4 separate regions of the Sus scrofa genome follow, and all the other regions are linked to region 3. The links are chromatin contacts, called in public HiChIP or PLAC-seq maps. All regions are on one chromosome and are shown on one strand. Each heading gives the region's core, a stretch centred on a gene start, on an enhancer-like site or on the middle of the called end of the contact. The rest is flanking DNA. Distances are from core to core; before and after follow the strand shown. Region 1 overlaps DAAM1 (disheveled-associated activator of morphogenesis 1). Region 2 holds the start of DAAM1 (disheveled-associated activator of morphogenesis 1). Region 3 overlaps LOC102167425 (a long non-coding RNA gene). Region 4 overlaps DAAM1 (disheveled-associated activator of morphogenesis 1).

Region 1 (4,156 bases), core at 567-3,066, 150 kb before region 3:
TGTACTTTTTGAGAAGGGAGGAGACTGAACAGCATCTGATTAGTGGCTGTGAGGGTCAGTAGCAGTGCTCACTTTCCCAGGGGACCACTCTTGTGGCCTCCCTGGAGAGAGGGACTTCTGCATTACCAGGAGTATGTGTCGTGAGGCCTTGGCCTAGAGTACCCCTGTTTATCTTCCATCACACTAAACTTGGCTCTAACATTTGGAAAACACAGTTGTTCAATCCAAATACACTTGGCCCTTGAACAACATGGGTTTGAACTGAGCAAGTCCACTTCTCTGCAGATTCTTTCAACAGTGAGTGCTGCAGTCCTACTAAGCGATCTGCAGTTGGTTGAATTTTTGGATGCAGAACCATGGATATAGGAGGAACTGACTAGAAGTTATATGTGGATTTTTGGCTACAGAGAGAATCAGAATACCTCACCCCCTTGTTGTTCAAGGGTCAACTATATGTATCTGTTCACCCTCTTCTCTCTCAGAATTTGCCAGAATGAATTCAGTTATAAGGAGCTTCCAAAAAATGCTTACTAGTGTGTTTCTTTTTAGACATTATCTTTTTAATGTCATTTGAATTTTCTGTGTGAACGGCACCAAAGAGTTGGCAGCTTGTTTGGCAATATCTAAAACCTTAAGTACCTAAATCGTGGTCATGTTGGTGGGGAGACAGTTTAAGAGGCACCACATTGATCAGTAGTGGTGAGGATTCTAGTTTTAGGTGTTATATCAGGTGGGTCAGCAGAGGACCAGCGCAGGTAGACTATGGGTGATTTGATTGCTAGTGTCTTACAATGTACAGTGACTCTTCTGGTGGCTGTGATGTCCTACTGTCATATCCTTCCTGAAAGAGTTGCTAGGTGATTCAGGAAAGTCACCACTCTCCCCCACAACCCCCATTCCCAAATAAGGAGAAAAGTATTTATTTGAAAATACTTATGTAACTCAGAACATCTTCTTTCAGTATTTTAAAACATACTTAAATTTAATAAAATTTTCAGGGGAACAATAAGTAATACTCAATTGGTCCATTCTTTGAACATCATCCAAGGAAAGTTGCGGTTCTTTTACATATTTGTTAAAGGACAAAACTTGGCCTCTTGGGAGAGTGAGAGCTTTGATGTGACAAAGCTGGCCATTGAGTTGTGGCTTCTTATGTTTGTGTAACCCACACATTTCAATTTGTCATTATAGAATTTGAGTGGATCCCTAAGGTAGGGAGTTAGAAACCCAAACGGGAAAATTATTTGCATTTCTTTCAGCTTGGGTTTAAATTTGTTTATTGACTTTGTTCAGAGACCAGCCACAGGTCAGCAGGCTGAGGGCACAGGCCCCCTGGTGTGGCCATGCTTTGCTGGGGAGCTCCAGTGACACTTGGTTTGGCTCTTCTCCCAGATGATCTAGACGAGATGTCCTGGCTTCCACACTGGTTTCTGTCACATGATCAGCACAAACGTCCTGACTCCCGAGAACTGTGTTATATTGGCTTTAGGGATTTATGCCTAAACCCACAGCAAAAGTACTGAGTCATGACAGAACTGCTGTTGCCAGCTTTTCAGGGTGAAGACCCAGAGGCCCCCTCCTCTGCTCTTTATGTGAGGAGGGGCTATTTTCTGGCAGGGTCTGTGGCCTGGAACAAGTCTGTTAATTATGTGCTGGCGAAGGCTTGTTCTGGCTCAAGGGTGTGCATGGACTCCACTTGGGTTCCTTCCTCCCTTATCTTGGGAGGAAGTGGGAAAGGAAGGGGCTGATTCTGGCTTCCACTTTGCAGCCCCCCCTCCCCTGCCCCCCAACCCTGGCCTGCGATGATGCAGGCAAACACTAGGGGAGGGAGTGTACTTTGCTTCTGCTGCCCTGCTTAGACAGTGGAGCAGGAAGTGTTTCCGGGTGCCAGTAGCTCTTTTGAATGTTTGGGTTTTAGTGTCCCTGTTGATGGTGGCATGCCCTCACTGTTCTCTTGCATTGGAAAAGTCTCTGCAGGAGTTCCTGTTCTGGCTCGTGGTAACGAACCCTGCTAGTATCCGTGAGGATGCAGGTTCAATCCCTGGCCTCACTCAGTGGATTAAGGATCTAACATTGCGGTGAGCTGTGAGGTCGCAGATGCCTCTTGGATCCTGCATTACTGTGGCTGTGGTGTCTAGCCTGGGAACTTCCATATGCACTGGCGTGGCCCTAAAAAGATAGATAGATAGATAACTAAAAGAACAGTCACTGTGTTGAAAAGACCCACTGGATGAATTTCCAGGAGCCACCCCAAGAAGTGCTCTATTAGAACATCCTTTGGTGACCAAGTGTATGGGAAGGGCTATCCCTCCACTGGACACACTTACTGAGAAATGCCCTTTCCGTTTCCTGATGGAAAGGATGTTGAAACTTACGGGGAAAACGCATTCCCTTTCAAATGCTTCTCCTACAGCCTTTAGACTGCATCCCATCAGTTTTTAAAACTCCAAATAGTATTTGGCATCTGGTGTGCTTGGGAAATGAAACCAGACATGAGGAATGTGAGAGGGGAGAGAGATGGCCAAGGAAAGAAGCAAAGCAATTTTTTCCTTTCACATTCTTCTTGATAAGAGAATTTGGGTTCACAGTAACATGTTGTTGAAACCCAAATCATATGCCACGGCCCTTTGGAAAAAGGCAAAACATGAAGTAAATTGTAGCTCTGAAAACAATAGGTTTGGTGATTAAAACTCAGGGTTCCCCCAGTCTTTCTCTTTCAAGTTGCTCTTGTGGCATAATTTTCTTTCCTATCCTTCTTTTTTGTGTCTGTGACGTTGTTTCAGAAATTCCAGAGAAATTGATAATAAAGCAACAATGACAGTATTTTAGTGGTGAAATTATAATTGGAGGATGCAATGTGAAATGCTGTCAACATTAAAATAATAGACGTGGGGCACAACATATTTGGGCCCCACTGCACTTTGTGGTCCATGCAGAAATGCTCAACTGTTTAACTCACCGTCTCCTTCTTTCCCTTTCTCCAGCATGTAAGCTGTTTTCTCTATACCTCCTTTGGTTAGAGGAAAACTTTGGTAACGTGGCCAGTGAGCGAATCCCTTAGTCTGGACAGCCGTCCTATAAATGTGTGGCCTAAGTTCCTGATGAGCCTCTTAGAATGATGTATGTATCAGTGCAAATCTATCTTAACATGACCTTAAAGTTATCCCATATGCCAGGTACTGATTGTACGAAGCTTTGTGGAGAATGAACTTTGCATATCATGCACATATTGTAACTTGGCATTATCAAAAGCTAAGTATTAAAGAGGGGTTTTCTTGTGGACTATTTTTGTTCTCCAGTTAATTTTTTTAATCATCATAATCATCAACATTCCTGAAAATTTGGACGTCCTTTTTTGACTCTTATCACTTTGAGAATTTTGTTTATTTTGGTAAAGAGCAGTGCAAATGACTCTGAGCTAGGCCACAGATGGGTTAAATTTCTTATTCTTTGCAAATTGCACCTGCTCCAGAATCTTAAGTAGCTTTTTAATTGCTTCCTTGTGCACGGCCTAGGAATAGTCATCTGTAATATTATAGACCGATTGCATCTTGGATGTCCCAGAAGTGACTTCTTCCTCTTGGCACCAGTGCCGGGAGCTGAGATGAGAAGGTGCTTCCTGGTTGAGGGCCCAGCTGTCATGGTGGAATTCGTCGTTTCCCTCAGGCTGATCTGATTAAAATGGGGCCAAGACATGGAAACACAGGCCCCTGGTTTCAGTAACTATACATTTCTTCTTCATTGGACCAAAGACAACCTCACTGCCCCCTGAATGTCGCACCTAGTTGTGAGTTTTCTTCATCTCTTTCTGTAGCACCTAACACTGAGCCTGGCCTATTGAGGAGGCCCCGGTAGGATAGCTGAGTAAGTGAATACATCTTAGGAAAAGTATTCACTAAATATAAGGAGTCGGGAAAATGTCTAAAAGATTCTGTCAGTGGGTCTCTTTCCAGTGGAGCTTACTTGAGGATGGGTAGAAAACCAAGCACCAGCTAGTCTGTCCAAAAAGAAATTTCTTTCTCTAGGAAAGCTGCAGGTACCCTGAGGATGAGCCTGTTTGTAAAGCTACTGTCAACATCAGAAACCTTGACATGTGGCTAAAGAGTACTTGGTGATCTGACTGCCTTCAAATATTTTGGCAGTTGTGAAAAACAGA
Region 2 (4,071 bases), core at 982-3,481, 210 kb before region 3:
TGAAGAGCCATCTTTGTTTCTCCTGGTTACCAATGAAAATAGTGTGCAGGGATAAGCTCAAATCCATCGCACATAGCAAAATGCTTCCAAACGATGCCTATCTTTCAATATTTATTATCTATATTTATATCTATTTAGTAGGAAGAACAGCTTCACATGTGTACATCTGCTCATTTCTGTGCTTGTTATCTATTGTGTATGATGTCCTTTATATATGGACATGTAACATGGCACATCCCTATAATATTAATTGCTACAGAGAATGGAATTTTTTCTTTAGGCAGACTTCATCCTCTCCTTCATTACTGAAGACTCAAGAGAACTTGCTCTAAGGTGATTTATTCTATAAACTTACTCCTCAGAGTGTACCACAATAATATAATATACTTTTATCTGTAAGTCTAAATCCTGACTTATAAAGAATCTCCACATCCAATTGGACTCAATACATTTCAGGCGCACTGATTGTATTTCCCTCTAAAAGCTCTACAAAGTTACAGAACTGGAAGAGCTTTTAGATTCACCCCAGGTCAAGTTTCTTTCTGAATCTTTTCCCACAATGAACTGCAATGCATTAAGTCTACCCATTAGCTAGAATATCACTGATTGTACTCTTGATCTGTTGGCCAATGGAACATTTGTATTGTCTAGGTTCCACTTAAGACAATATTTGAAATGGATGGAATAGCTCAGAACAGGAGAGCAACATTCAAAGTTATCTTCCCTCAGTGGAGAAAAATGTGTCTGGGCTATAAGGAATTGGCTTGTTAAAAGAAAAAGCAGAATTCAGTAGTAAAATCCCTCTCAGCAAACAAAGCCTTTCCTTCTTTCCTGAGATCTTCAACTAGATCCATGAATATTTTTCTCTTGAACCCCAGTTATTGTTGCAGGATGATATGAGAAATAAGAAGACTTTCACCAACAATTAGGTGGAGAGTTGTTTGAAATCTTAATTGTGAACTTTCTTTTCATGAGAGGTAGTCTCTAGAGATTTTGCTTGTAGAAATAAGGGTGTGAGCTGATCCTTATATGTGATTACGACATCGAATGCCATTATAATTTACCTTTACAACTGGAATAACTAGACGTAAAGATTTTTTTTTTCATTTAGAAACACATCAAGAGATTTACCAGTGTTAATTTTTTATAATGTTTGATATTCATTGAATAATGAAAAGTTCCAAGGCAAATTTTTACATATTAAAAATAAAATTTTATTGAAGGTTCAGAATTCTGCTGCACATCTTATCTTTAAATAAACACTTAGGTGTATTAGTATCACAGCAGTTCTTGAACAGCATGATGTTGTTTCGCTTAGGTCATTAAAAAATTTGAAGAGAAAGGTATGCAAGTTGAGAGTGTTGTGTATTTAAAAGTACATGTATACGTATATTTATTTATTAAAACTTTAGGCAAGGATGTTGTCTTCCTGGGAGCCATGAGCGAGCGGGAAGTCTGCTGCAGGGAAGAACAAAAGCATGGCTGCGCGATAGTATTATCTCTGCAGCAGCAGCAGGCTCCCAGACGGAGGGTTGAGGCGACTATCTAGTCTGTTGCACAGCATTTTGATTAGCGACACCCTAGGTTATTCTGTCGGCTCAGGCGACTAAGCTGTTCCCAGAGATCTGGTTGGTCACCCTGACTCCGTTAAATGGGAGAAGGAAAGAGAAGACCGAGAGGTGATTTGTACCAAGTGGGGCACAGGGGCATTTCTGTCCTTCAGGGTCCGCGTCCGCCTTCCTCTGGGTCGTGGGGTAATTCCTCGACTGCGTTTAACCCAATTAATTAGTTGCTACGCCTAGGGGAGGCAGTGAAGGGCTTAATCTTCTCTTTTCGGCCGGGGCCAACGGAACCAGGTTGCTCAGAGCTGCGGGGCTAGTGCGCACTAGTCCCGGACCCCTCTGGTTCCTCGGAGCCCGCATGGGGCCGAGTGGAGGTCAAGTCAAAGAGCACGACCTAAGGATACCACTTCCCCTCCCACCCGCAACCCCTGCTCCCAACCCGCTGCGTCCTCAGCTCAGCTTCTGAACTACCCGGACTAACACTGCAAGGCTGGAGGGCGGGTCGGGGGGGGGCGGGTCGAGGCGGGGGCGGGGTTAGGGGCGTGGACGAAGAGGCCGGGAGTGTGTCGGGAAGTGTAGTTCCAAGAACCCTGGTATCGCACTTACCCGGGCTCTGCCTGTGGAACACGAACTACAACTCCCAGAAGCGACCCGGGAGTCCATGCGCAGTGGGCGCCACATTGTATCCTATCAGGCGAGGAGAGGGTGATGTCACCTGCGAGTTGGTAACCTACGAGCGGCTGTGAAGGAAACTGTTTAAGGGAGCCCATTGTACCCGAAGCTCAGAACCGCCTTTTCAGAATGCTGGGGCTGCTCAGGTAAGGGGGACGTGCCGCGTCGCTCGCTGCACTCATTCATTAAGTGGCACCGCGCGGTGGCGTGGGGTTGGGCTCGCTGTTTCGGGCCCGGCGCTGGGTTCGCGGCGCGCCCTCCCGTTGCCTCCCCGGAGCTCCCGGGCCAGTAGGTAAATATTAAACCCGTCCTTCAGGTTGGGTCTGGGTGGGAACAGGACCTAGACAGCTTCCAGCTGCCAAGCTCGGTTTGGGAAAATGGCTGCAAGCGCGGCACAAAGCAAAGCGAGACTGGAGAAAGGCGCCCCCGAGGACGCGGGTGCCTCCCTTCTTTCTTTCTGAGGCGCTCAGATGCCAAGAGAGCCGGCGGGGTACCACTCGCCGCCTTGCTGCTGACACCCTGGGGCTGGGGCGCTGGGGGTCGTGGCCCCAGCTGGGTGCTGTGGACATTGCTGCTGTCGGGAGCTGCTGCCCGGTGAGGCTCCGGGAGGGGAGAATCCCAAGGCAGGCTAGGTGGACTCAGAGGTGGCGACAGAGGAGGAGAGACTCATTTACTCATCCCAGCAGAACCCCTACCATCCCGGGCACCCTAATCTCAAGACTCATTCGAAAGGGATGAAGTGACTGTAATTTAGGTAAAGTTGGGAGCTAAATATCTCAAACGAGAGACTAGAGGGAAACCGCGTTGCGGAAAGAGCGAGGGGTGTTGTCGGACAGCGGCGAGGGGAGGCTGCGCAGCCTGCTGACTGGTTTCCAAGCGCCGCAGAGCACTCCCGCCTCGCATCCCTCTGGGTAGGGGGCATCTTGATGCCCGTTGCACTGATGGTTCCCTCGACAAATAACACCTGAGCTGGTACGAAGCGTCTGCCTGGAGCGCTGGGCTAGGAGGTGGAAAAGCGGTGCGGAGTGTGGAATAATCTAACGATAAGACTCGCAGTGGGGCAAGAGCGGTGGATAATCGGTTTTCCCAGCTGGTGGTGAAAATCCAAATGCTTGTGATCCTCTTGCTCTCCGACCGGGCACCTGAGCGAGGCCGGTGAAGTCCTCTGGATTTCCCTTTCCCAGCCCCCTTATTCTTTCCCTTACTCACTCATTCATCAAATCTTTGCTAAAGGCTCTGTTCTCAAGTTGCTCACAGCCTGTGGTTGGAGTGTTCTGTCTCTTGCTGCCATGAAATATTTCACTGGGCCCAGAAATAGAATACACTCCAATCCTGGTTCCCCATCTCCCACCCCCCCATCTCCACCTACGCAGGAAAGCGTCAAGAAAGAACGCCACGCGTGGCCGTTTTGCCCTCGTTGAACTGGTAGTTTCTTGAGGCTCGAGAAGGACCTAGTGAATTGAAGCGGAGTTTGCCTGCAAGACAAATCCCGTTGCCATGGCGACTCCTGCCGTCGGAATCTTAACTGCTCCCACTGCTGTTTCAATTCGATGTGGCTCTGCGGGCAGCTGGGAGGGCGTGGCCAGTGGGTGTGGTCAGATGCTCTTCCTGGGCCCAGCTGCTCTCTCCTAGTCACCGGTTTCTCAGCCCAGGGCTCTGAACATTCTCTTGTAAATAGCTTGGACAGAGTTTTTAGACCCCTTTCCCTCTCGCCTACATGTACTTGGTCTCTCCAACCCCCCTCCCCAGAAAAAAACTATTAAGAGCCCTTTTCCTAAGGCAAACTCAGAAAATTGCAGTCGAAAGATCTTTTCCCCCTTTCAGGCTACCTGCATTT
Region 3 (4,249 bases), core at 1,649-4,148:
GGAAGGAGAATTGGAGAACTGGAATTATATACATAGAGAAATCTTCACCTTTTATTTTAAACTTAATATATTTTTATCTGTTAGATGTTTTGTGACAGCAGGATTTTAAATAACTCTCAATATTTTAATTTTATGAATTTGACAAGTTTCCTATAGTGAACATTTGTCACTATTATAAATAAGGCTCTGATGAATATCCTTACATACAAGTCTTTGACAGGATCTCTCATTTTGCCCTTGGGGTTCATTCCTGGAGATAGGATTCATAGTGTCTCATGACATATTTGCCAAAATGCCCTCTGGAAAGGGAGGTTACCTGTTTACACTCCCAGCAGCTGGGCACAATGGTTCCCTGGACTGAATGCATCATTGACATTGAGTAATTTCCGGATTAGAAAACTTTTAGACACGTCTCTTTTTTAAATTAGGGGTGATCTGAGCTGTGACTTCGCAGAACAAAGGGATCAGGAAGAGAGAGAAACTGGAGTTGTGGGCAGAGCCCCAGAGGGTGAATCAGAAGCTGGGTCCTTGGTACCTAGACTTCGTGACTCTCAGTCTCCCTAAGCCCCAGGGAGCCACACCTGTGGGAAGGCTGAGTGGATCATGAGGCCACAGTCCAAGCATAACCACTTACCTGGCAGCACCTCTCCTAATTTCCAGGCAGTTACTATACCGCCGGTTCCCACGTTAGTTTTTGAGTAGGAATAACACAGGCAAAAATTAAAACTCCATTTCCTCGGTCCACCCAGAGACCCCAATTCAGTCATGGTAAAGTGCATAGGATCTTAGTTTTAAGAACCCCAGGTGAGTCTGGCATCAGTGGCCTAGAACCTCACTTGGGGAAATATCCACAAGAGGAGTGGAAGAGCATTTCTGGGATGGCAACCCTCTAAACCCAGACTTAGCTCAGGAAATTACTTCAGTATTACTCTCTCCAGGAGGAATCCACTCTGCACCATGTCACTGTATTATAAGGATTTTGTTCTAGTGTTGAAAGGACACCTGCCCTTGGAGGCACAACTCCTTGCATAATGTGCTATGACCAGCCTAACTTTCAGTCCAGCGCTGATGCTAGATGCCTTTAGCTGTTCACAGTTTAAGTTCTTCAGGACAGTACAGAGCCCTCTGCTGGTCTTTCCCTCTCCAGGCTCATGCATGAGCACTAAACTGGTTTCGTGCTGGGTGGTACCCTGCAGAAAGCCATGACAGCAAATGTTGGCATAGACTTGGGATGACACATTCTTTTGTGGCATAAAAGCAGCTTGTGAAATAAAGGCTGTAGTAGAGTCAGAGGCCAGGTGCCTCCTGACATCCCATGAAAGGTCCTCAGGCTAGGGCTCCCCATAGCCTGTGCAGCATGGAGAAGAGCAAAAAGAAAATCTGCGGTAGCGTCTAGCCTTCCCACTTGCCACTTCTAATTATCCTCTAAATGGGCGCTTGAAGGGTCTGTCAACACTGCCTCCATCTGAATTCAAGTTCAAGGGAGATACAGAGTTTACAGGACTGATGTCCAAGGCACCAGTTTTAACCTCAGGCAAAGTAGGTGGTTACCCACTTCTTTGGGCTGAATTACAACCCTTCAAAATTCTTATGTGCAAGTCCCCACCCCAAATACCTCCAAATGTGACTGTATTTGGAGACATGGTCTTTAAAGAGGAAGTTAAGGTTAAATGAGGTCCCGGGGGGTGGGCCCTAACCCAGTAAGACTGGTAAGAAGAGGGGATTAGGATGAGGATTCACCCGGGAAAGGCCCTGTGAAGACAGAAGGAGAAGACAGCTGCCTAGAAGCCAAGGAGAGGCCCTGGGATGAAACCAACCCTGCAGTGCTTGGACTCAGTCTAGCCTCCAGAATGAGAAGGAACAAAGTACACTGTTGTCACTTAAGCCACCCAGCCTGCAGCACTTTGTCACAGCCACCCCAGAAAACTAAACTGCTGCCTAGAATACTCCCATGAGAGGTAGTCAGTTTTGGCTATTCAGTTTAACAATCCTTTAGCATAACACGTACACACACACACACACACACACAGAGCTCTTGCTGGGCCAAGCAGCTGGTTTAGTCACCCCTCTTCTCAGGCTGCCTATCAGAATCTCAATCTGGTGGAATTTAACAAACATTTATTAAGTACTAACTATATACCAGACATGCTAAGTGATAAAGCATTAAAAATATAGACGTAATCCTTGAGACTCTGACTGTCTGGGGCTGGAGAACCAGGACTGTGTTGGGGGTGGGGGGCTTGGGGAGGACAGAGGTGGAGCTGACGAGTTGTGCTTGAGGGAGCTGGGCAGGCTCTGCAGAGAAGGTGAGTTTGAAAGGATGAGTAGGAGGGAAATTCTGACTCAAGGGAATGGTATGTGCCCAGACACAGAAAGATCAGATCAAGGACATTTGGAAATGACGAGAACCTCAGAGGGACTTGAGCGTAAGTTTGTTGGGAGAAACTCAAGTGGACACAGGCACCCTCCTCTGGATGGTGAACAAGACAGAACCATGCTGCTCTGTGGACAATGGCCTGGGGTCCTCCAGACTCTCCAGACTTTCGGCGTCTCTGATGCAAGCAGAGGGTCCCTGCCAACTCCCTTCACGTGCGCTGGCTTTGAAAGCACAGGGAGCCCAGCACTGGAGCCAAAGCCCCGCCTCACCCTGCCGCCTTCCCCTCTTCCCAGGCTCAGCTTTCCCCCTCTGCAGAGCTGGAAAAGGACCAAGGCAGAGGTGAAGTCTAAGGGAGCCCCTAACATCTGCTCAGGAGAACTTAATATCTTTATTGCCATCTGCGTGTCCAAGGCTCATTCTGCTTGTCAGAAATCCTGATGCCGTTCCGACTCCTGTCTGTGTGGTCACCCCAGAATCTGTGTGTTTTGGCGAATAACTGATATTCTTCCTATTTATAGACTATTTCCCATGTTCTTCACTTAGAGGGTTTCCATAGTCCAATGTTCTGTCAAGTCTCAGCTGGCTGGGAGTACGTAATAGTCATTAAGATCACTGCTGCTTGCTTTCTTCCTTTTTTTAAAAAAATAGTTTCCATGTATAGCTCAGTTGCTAAACACTCTTAGATAAGTTTAAAACTGTTTGTGTTAAAACAAGTATATCTATCTGGATAAAAATGCTCATTTGTGTTACTTGCCTTTTAAAATTATTCCTAAAGCTAAAAATAAAAGTTCCCCAGGATCCAAATGATAAAATATTCATTTTTGCCTTTTCGAGATATAGAAGATGAAAAAGCATTTTTGAAAAAGTATTTCCTGACTGATAGAAACAAAAGCATAATCCTTGCTCCAAGTAAAATGTCCCAGAGCACGGCACAAAGAACCAAACACTTTTTTCCCTTTCATCTCTTCTACTTCCTTATAATCTGTTTACAGAAGTTTGATAGGTGCCTATTGAAATGTTGAATTTCTTTTTTTTATTACAGAGTTTTAAATGGTTGACTAGCATGTGTGGTCATCCCATGATAATCCTTGAAATCATTTTGGCAGCCTTTTAAAATAACAGATTTGTTGAGATATAATTCAATCATTTGCAGTGTACAATTCAACGGCTTAAGTATATTCACAAAACTGTGCAACCATAACCACCATCAATTTTAGAATATTTTAATTCCTCCAAAAAGAATCCCTACACCCTTTAGCAATCACTCCCTAACTCCCCCATTCCTCTCCCTTCCAGTGCTAGGCAACCACTATGCAACTCTGTGTCTATGGATTTTCCTATTCTGGACATTTCATATAAATGCAATTACACATCATATGGTCTTTTGTGACTGGCTTCTTTCACTTACAAGTTTTCAGAGTTCATCCATGTTATAGTGTATATCAGAATTTTATTCCTTTTTATTCCTGAATAATACTTAATTGTATAGATACTGCTATATTTTGTTTATCCCTTCATCAATTGATAGGCATTGGATTGTTTCCACCTTAAGGGGCAAATTATGAATAATGCTGCACAAGTTTCTGTGTGTGCATGTGCATTTTCACATATTTGCTATGGAGTGGAATGGCTAGGTCTTATCATTTTGACTGCTTTTCAATGTTGAACACCCTCAGATTTCGTAACTGATAAACAGAGGGTTACTTAATATTAGTTAATATTACAACCACATACATAGAAGAGAGTCCATTGTGTGGCCCATATCACTACGTAATTCTCTGGCCAAAACATGAACTGGGTAATAAGTCACCTCTGACTTAGAGAAGAGTCAGCTGGTCAACAACTGTTTCCACTAATTATCTACGAAAGCAT
Region 4 (4,134 bases), core at 1,290-3,789, 180 kb before region 3:
TTTTGGCGACTTGTTTACCTTAGTTTACCTTACACATTTGGGGCTGTAGGTGATTCCAGAATAACTGGAACAAATTGGTGACAGTTGGCAAAGGGAGTTGTGTAGCTCTTAGCTTCATACCTGGGTGTGGGCTGTTCAGTGTTCCTGTTCAGATTATTCCTAGATGGTCTCTCCCTCCCTCATCACCCCGACAGACTGCTTGCTTCCTCGCCCACCTCGGGAAGGTCATCTCCCGAGCAGAGATGTTTTTCTGAAGTGAAAAGCTGACCATTTCAGTTCAGTCAACAGTTTCAACCTCCTCCTTTCTCGACTGTTTTACTAGACCTGATGCTAAGAAACTGAAATGACTTTCTCTGGACCCCGCTCACTTTTTTACTGAAAGCAGAAGTGCCCAGAGTTAGGAAATAAAAGAAAGAAAAGAATTAAATAAATAAGAGAGTATTTTGTTGGAAACTATCTCCTGTCTTTAACAGAAGCTATTTCTGTCTCATATGAGTCCTTTAACAAGTCTGTTTTTTTTCCAGAATAAGTTAGGATGGTTAAATGCAAACTCTTGACCACCTAAGGAAAGACTTAGTAGAGCTTTAGTTATCATAGCTCATCACCAGCACGCCAGGGGCTCACCAGCTTCCCTTCAGGGGAGGAGCTTGGTGAGGAACCATCTTAAACTTGAAGGACCTTCAAAGTATCTACAAAGTGAATGATGTGCTTTGGTGGGAATTGTTCACTAATGATAACTTCATTTTCCTCTCAAGCAAATTGGGGACTGGGGGTTGTTAACACGGCCACCACTCATATCTCTGTTGCTGGAATTATTGACTAGCTTGCTATAATCAGAACCAAAGTGACTGCTGTTTCGGGCAAAAAGAGTAGGGATGTAACCTCAAGGATTTTTATCCAGCAGCTGTTTTTAAAAGGCATGCCTAGAAATCTAAGTTCTGTAGCCTAGTTAACTGTAATGTGTCAATATCAATTTCCTGCTTTTGACAGTGTATTATAGTTAGGTAAGATATTATCACTGGGGGAAGCAGGGAACTTTTCTGTTCCTCTTCCTCTACTTCTTTCCCTTCCTTCTTTCCTTCCTTCTTTCCTTCCTTCCTTCCTTCCTTCCTTCTTTCTTTCCCTCCCTCCCTCCCTCCTTCCCTCTGACTGATAAGATCATAGCGAGTTAAAAAGTTAAAAGAAAAATACCCTGAGAAGAATTACCATTCCAGGTGAGACACTTCAGTTCTGATATCTTTCGTTCCCACCTTCCTTCCTCCCTTCCTTCTCCCCTCAGCTTTACTGAGAGGCATTTCACCTATATAATCACTTGTTTTAGAGTACAGTTAATTTTTTTTTTTTTTTTTTTTTTACAATTCATTGTTTATCCATAGCCTTGTGTAACCATCACCACAATCTAATTCGAAAGCATTTTCAGCTCTCCAAAGAGTAACTGCATAGGCATTGGCTGTAATCTCTGTACCCTATCCAACCCCCTTTCCCATCTCCATCTTGGGCAACTATTAATCTGCTTTCTGTCTATATGGATTGGCCTCTTCAGGACTTTTAATATAAATGAGGTCATAAAATGTATAATCTTGTGTGACTGGCTTCTTTCATTTAGTATAATGGTTTCAAGGCTTCATCCATGTCATAGCATGTATCAGTACTTAATCCTTTTTTATTGCCAAATAATACTCCATTTAGTGGATACACCACATTTTGTTTATTTATGGATGTTTAGGTTGTTTGCATTCTGTGGTTATTATGAACAGTGCTCCTGTCAGCGTTCATGTACAAGTTTTTCTGTGAACATATGTTTTCAGTTCTCTTGGGTAAATACCTGAAAGTGTGAATTGCCAGGTCATATGGAGACTCTTATGTTTAACACTTTGAGAAACTGCCAAAATGTTTTCCAAAGTGGCTGTACCATTTTATATTCCCCCCAGCAGCGAACGAAGTTTCCAGTTTTCCACAGTTCAAATGTTTCTTAAACACTTTTTTTGTTGTGTTTACTGAATGTTTCCTCTTGTCTTGGTGGGTGGGGGAGTCGGAAGCTGAATGGTAACTTTGGAGGAAATGAAACAAATGAAAATCAAATAAATTATTTTCAGATTGGCTGAGTGTAGCTTTGGAAACCTTTCAGCCTAGAGCCTACAAACCTTCCTGTTTGACTGGATATGACATTACCAGTAATTTTACTTTCCTACTTTTATTCTCCCTGAGGAGAAAAAAGAAGTATGTCTTTTTTGCAGCTAGGCTTGGAAGGTTCAAGCAAACACAAAGGACCCCTGAGTTACTAACAGTTCCACAGGAAGATGTACTTGGTCCATGCCCAGAATAGTTTCTCTAAAATCATTCTCTTGGTGCTTCCTCTGTGCTGTTCTCCACCAGAGTGTAACACAAGAGCTGAATCAAGGTTTGTTCAGTTGGTATTTGGAAAAGAAGTGATGACTGGATGCTGGTCAGCTGGCTCGGGCCGTTGGCAGGCCTGCCCCAGACCATGCTTTCTGCAGACTGCAGCTTCTCAGGTTTGTTATAGGCCTGCCCCAGGCGGGGGTGTTTGTGTTTGCTCTGTCTGAGCTCAGGATAATAAGGCCTTTCGTAATCCACCATGGCAGTGAGCAGGCAAGTCCGGAGGTCTTGGACATGGCCCAGGAGACCAGCCAAAGACAAGATACCAGCTCCTTTGCCCTGTGTAGCCGGATCAGGGAATAGTCAGAGAAGGGAACACCAAGAAAGGTCACTTACTAGTTCTGGTACACAGAACTGACAACGCTCACTGTCTTCTGGCAGTGGTTACTTTTGGTCATACATTGGCAACCAGATTTTTTTGCCTGCTGAAACCTATGTCCACCTTTCTCACGTTCCCCCTATTTTTTTCTTTTCCCAGAAAAGGGTATATATTTTTTGATTCAGGTAACTGAAATAGGAAACCAGAGAGGAGCCCCAGGCTGTGGCAAATAATGGCTGTTAACCACCCCTCCACCCCCATTTATTTTCTCACAGAAAAGAACATTATGAATCATGGTTGCAAGGGTAGATTCCCTCCAGATTTTCATTAACACACTCAGCATGAGCCTCTGTTACTCTCCTTGTGGGTAGGGCTCCCTACATCCAGGTAGTGTCTAGAAGCTGGTGTTGGTCCCTGGGGCCTCTCCAGGCCTGGTTTAGCTGGCCGTCTCCTCCTTAAGCACTGGCTAGTCATCTTCCTTTGACTTCCCAGAGTCCCCCCCCTGAAATGCCTTGCTCAAATCAGGAAAGGAAGTCAGGTTCTTTTCCCCTCATTAAACACTACCCACCTCAGGCACGTTACTTCAATGTCTTATATTATCTCTGTCAAATCAAGAACTTGCTTCCTTGAAAATGAGGTTGTAGGTATGTACCTATATGTGGCAGTTGGGGGGGGGGTGGAGTGTGGATTTTGGACAGCTGTCTTTTTTTTTTTTTTTTTTTTTTTTTTAGGGCCACATATGGGGTATATGGAAGTTCCCAGGCTAGGGGTTAAATTGGAGCTGCAGCTGCTGGCCTAAGCCACAGACATGGCAACTCAGGATCTGAGCTGTGTCTGTGACCTATACCACTGCGCACAACAATGCTGGATCCTTAACCCACTGAGTGGGGCCCATGTCCTCATGGCTATTAGTCGGGTTCATTAACACTGAGCCAAAACGGGAACTCCTGGACAGCTGTCTATTTATTACATTGGTGGAAATTGTCTACCCGTTCTTTTAAGCCCCAGTGTCATAGATTAGGAAAGAAAGATTTTAAGTACATCCATTTTAAGGGTCAATTTCACATTTCCATGAAGCATTAGAATACTTTGTTAGAATAACAGTTGATGTATTTTTTCTATTGGAGAGCCCGTTGTGTAATTTCTGCAGTAATTAATGTGTCTAGCTTAATAACTTCAATTGGTGCTATAAATAATTGAATTCTAAATATATACAATACTTACATATTTCTTTTGACTTGTTTTTGGTCTAGCCAGTGCTTTGACTGGATTCAGAGTTCATGATACTTTCCCAAACTCCCCCAAATAGGAGTTTCCAGCAGTTAAAAAAGTTTTAAAACCGATCTTTGATACACATTAGTTCATTTGACATTGTGTGTGACCTAGTCTTGGGAGAAATAGAACTGTCTAAAAAAGGC

What was found. HiChIP or PLAC-seq counts read pairs in DNA pulled down with a chosen protein or histone mark.
Region 1: a contact with region 3 is called in an H3K27ac HiChIP or PLAC-seq map of skeletal muscle. The contact joins two enhancer-like sites. A contact is called at or near these places in 1 of 5 promoter capture datasets (liver), 2 of 47 Hi-C or Micro-C datasets (both in liver) and 2 of 2 datasets of contacts at active chromatin or transcription factors (alveolar macrophages and skeletal muscle).
Region 2: a contact with region 3 is called in an H3K27ac HiChIP or PLAC-seq map of skeletal muscle. The contact joins the promoter of DAAM1 here to the enhancer-like site in region 3. A contact is called at or near these places in 4 of 5 promoter capture datasets (fetal liver, fetal skeletal muscle and liver), 5 of 47 Hi-C or Micro-C datasets (heart right ventricle, omental adipose tissue, skeletal muscle and 1 more) and 2 of 2 datasets of contacts at active chromatin or transcription factors (alveolar macrophages and skeletal muscle).
Region 4: an H3K27ac HiChIP or PLAC-seq map of skeletal muscle shows a contact between it and region 3. The contact joins two enhancer-like sites. A contact is called at or near these places in 2 of 2 datasets of contacts at active chromatin or transcription factors (alveolar macrophages and skeletal muscle).

The regions. Positions count from the first base shown.
Region 1 is chr1:188,392,740-188,396,895 of Sscrofa11.1, forward strand. All of the region lies in intron 1 of DAAM1 (disheveled-associated activator of morphogenesis 1), which reads left to right. Among named protein-coding and RNA genes, the nearest start is that of DAAM1, 59 kb to the left of the region's middle. Within about 2 kb of position 1,817, at least 38 of the 83 cell types and tissues checked have an H3K27ac peak or open chromatin away from gene starts, as enhancers often do. A contact at or near this core is called in liver and skeletal muscle, where this site is marked.
Region 2 is chr1:188,333,104-188,337,174 of Sscrofa11.1, forward strand. It overlaps DAAM1 (disheveled-associated activator of morphogenesis 1), which reads left to right and starts at 2,232. Exons shown (of 25, transcript XM_021102694.1): 1 at 2,232-2,380.
Region 3 is chr1:188,539,818-188,544,066 of Sscrofa11.1, forward strand. All of the region lies in intron 2 of LOC102167425 (a long non-coding RNA gene), which reads right to left. Among named protein-coding and RNA genes, the nearest start is that of GPR135, 41 kb to the right of the region's middle. Within about 2 kb of position 2,899, at least 26 of the 83 cell types and tissues checked have an H3K27ac peak or open chromatin away from gene starts, as enhancers often do. A contact at or near this core is called in fetal skeletal muscle, liver, omental adipose tissue and 2 more, where this site is marked.
Region 4 is chr1:188,363,657-188,367,790 of Sscrofa11.1, forward strand. The region is part of intron 1 of DAAM1 (disheveled-associated activator of morphogenesis 1); the gene reads left to right. Among named protein-coding and RNA genes, the nearest start is that of DAAM1, 30 kb to the left of the region's middle. Within about 2 kb of position 2,540, at least 32 of the 83 cell types and tissues checked have an H3K27ac peak or open chromatin away from gene starts, as enhancers often do. A contact at or near this core is called in skeletal muscle, where this site is marked.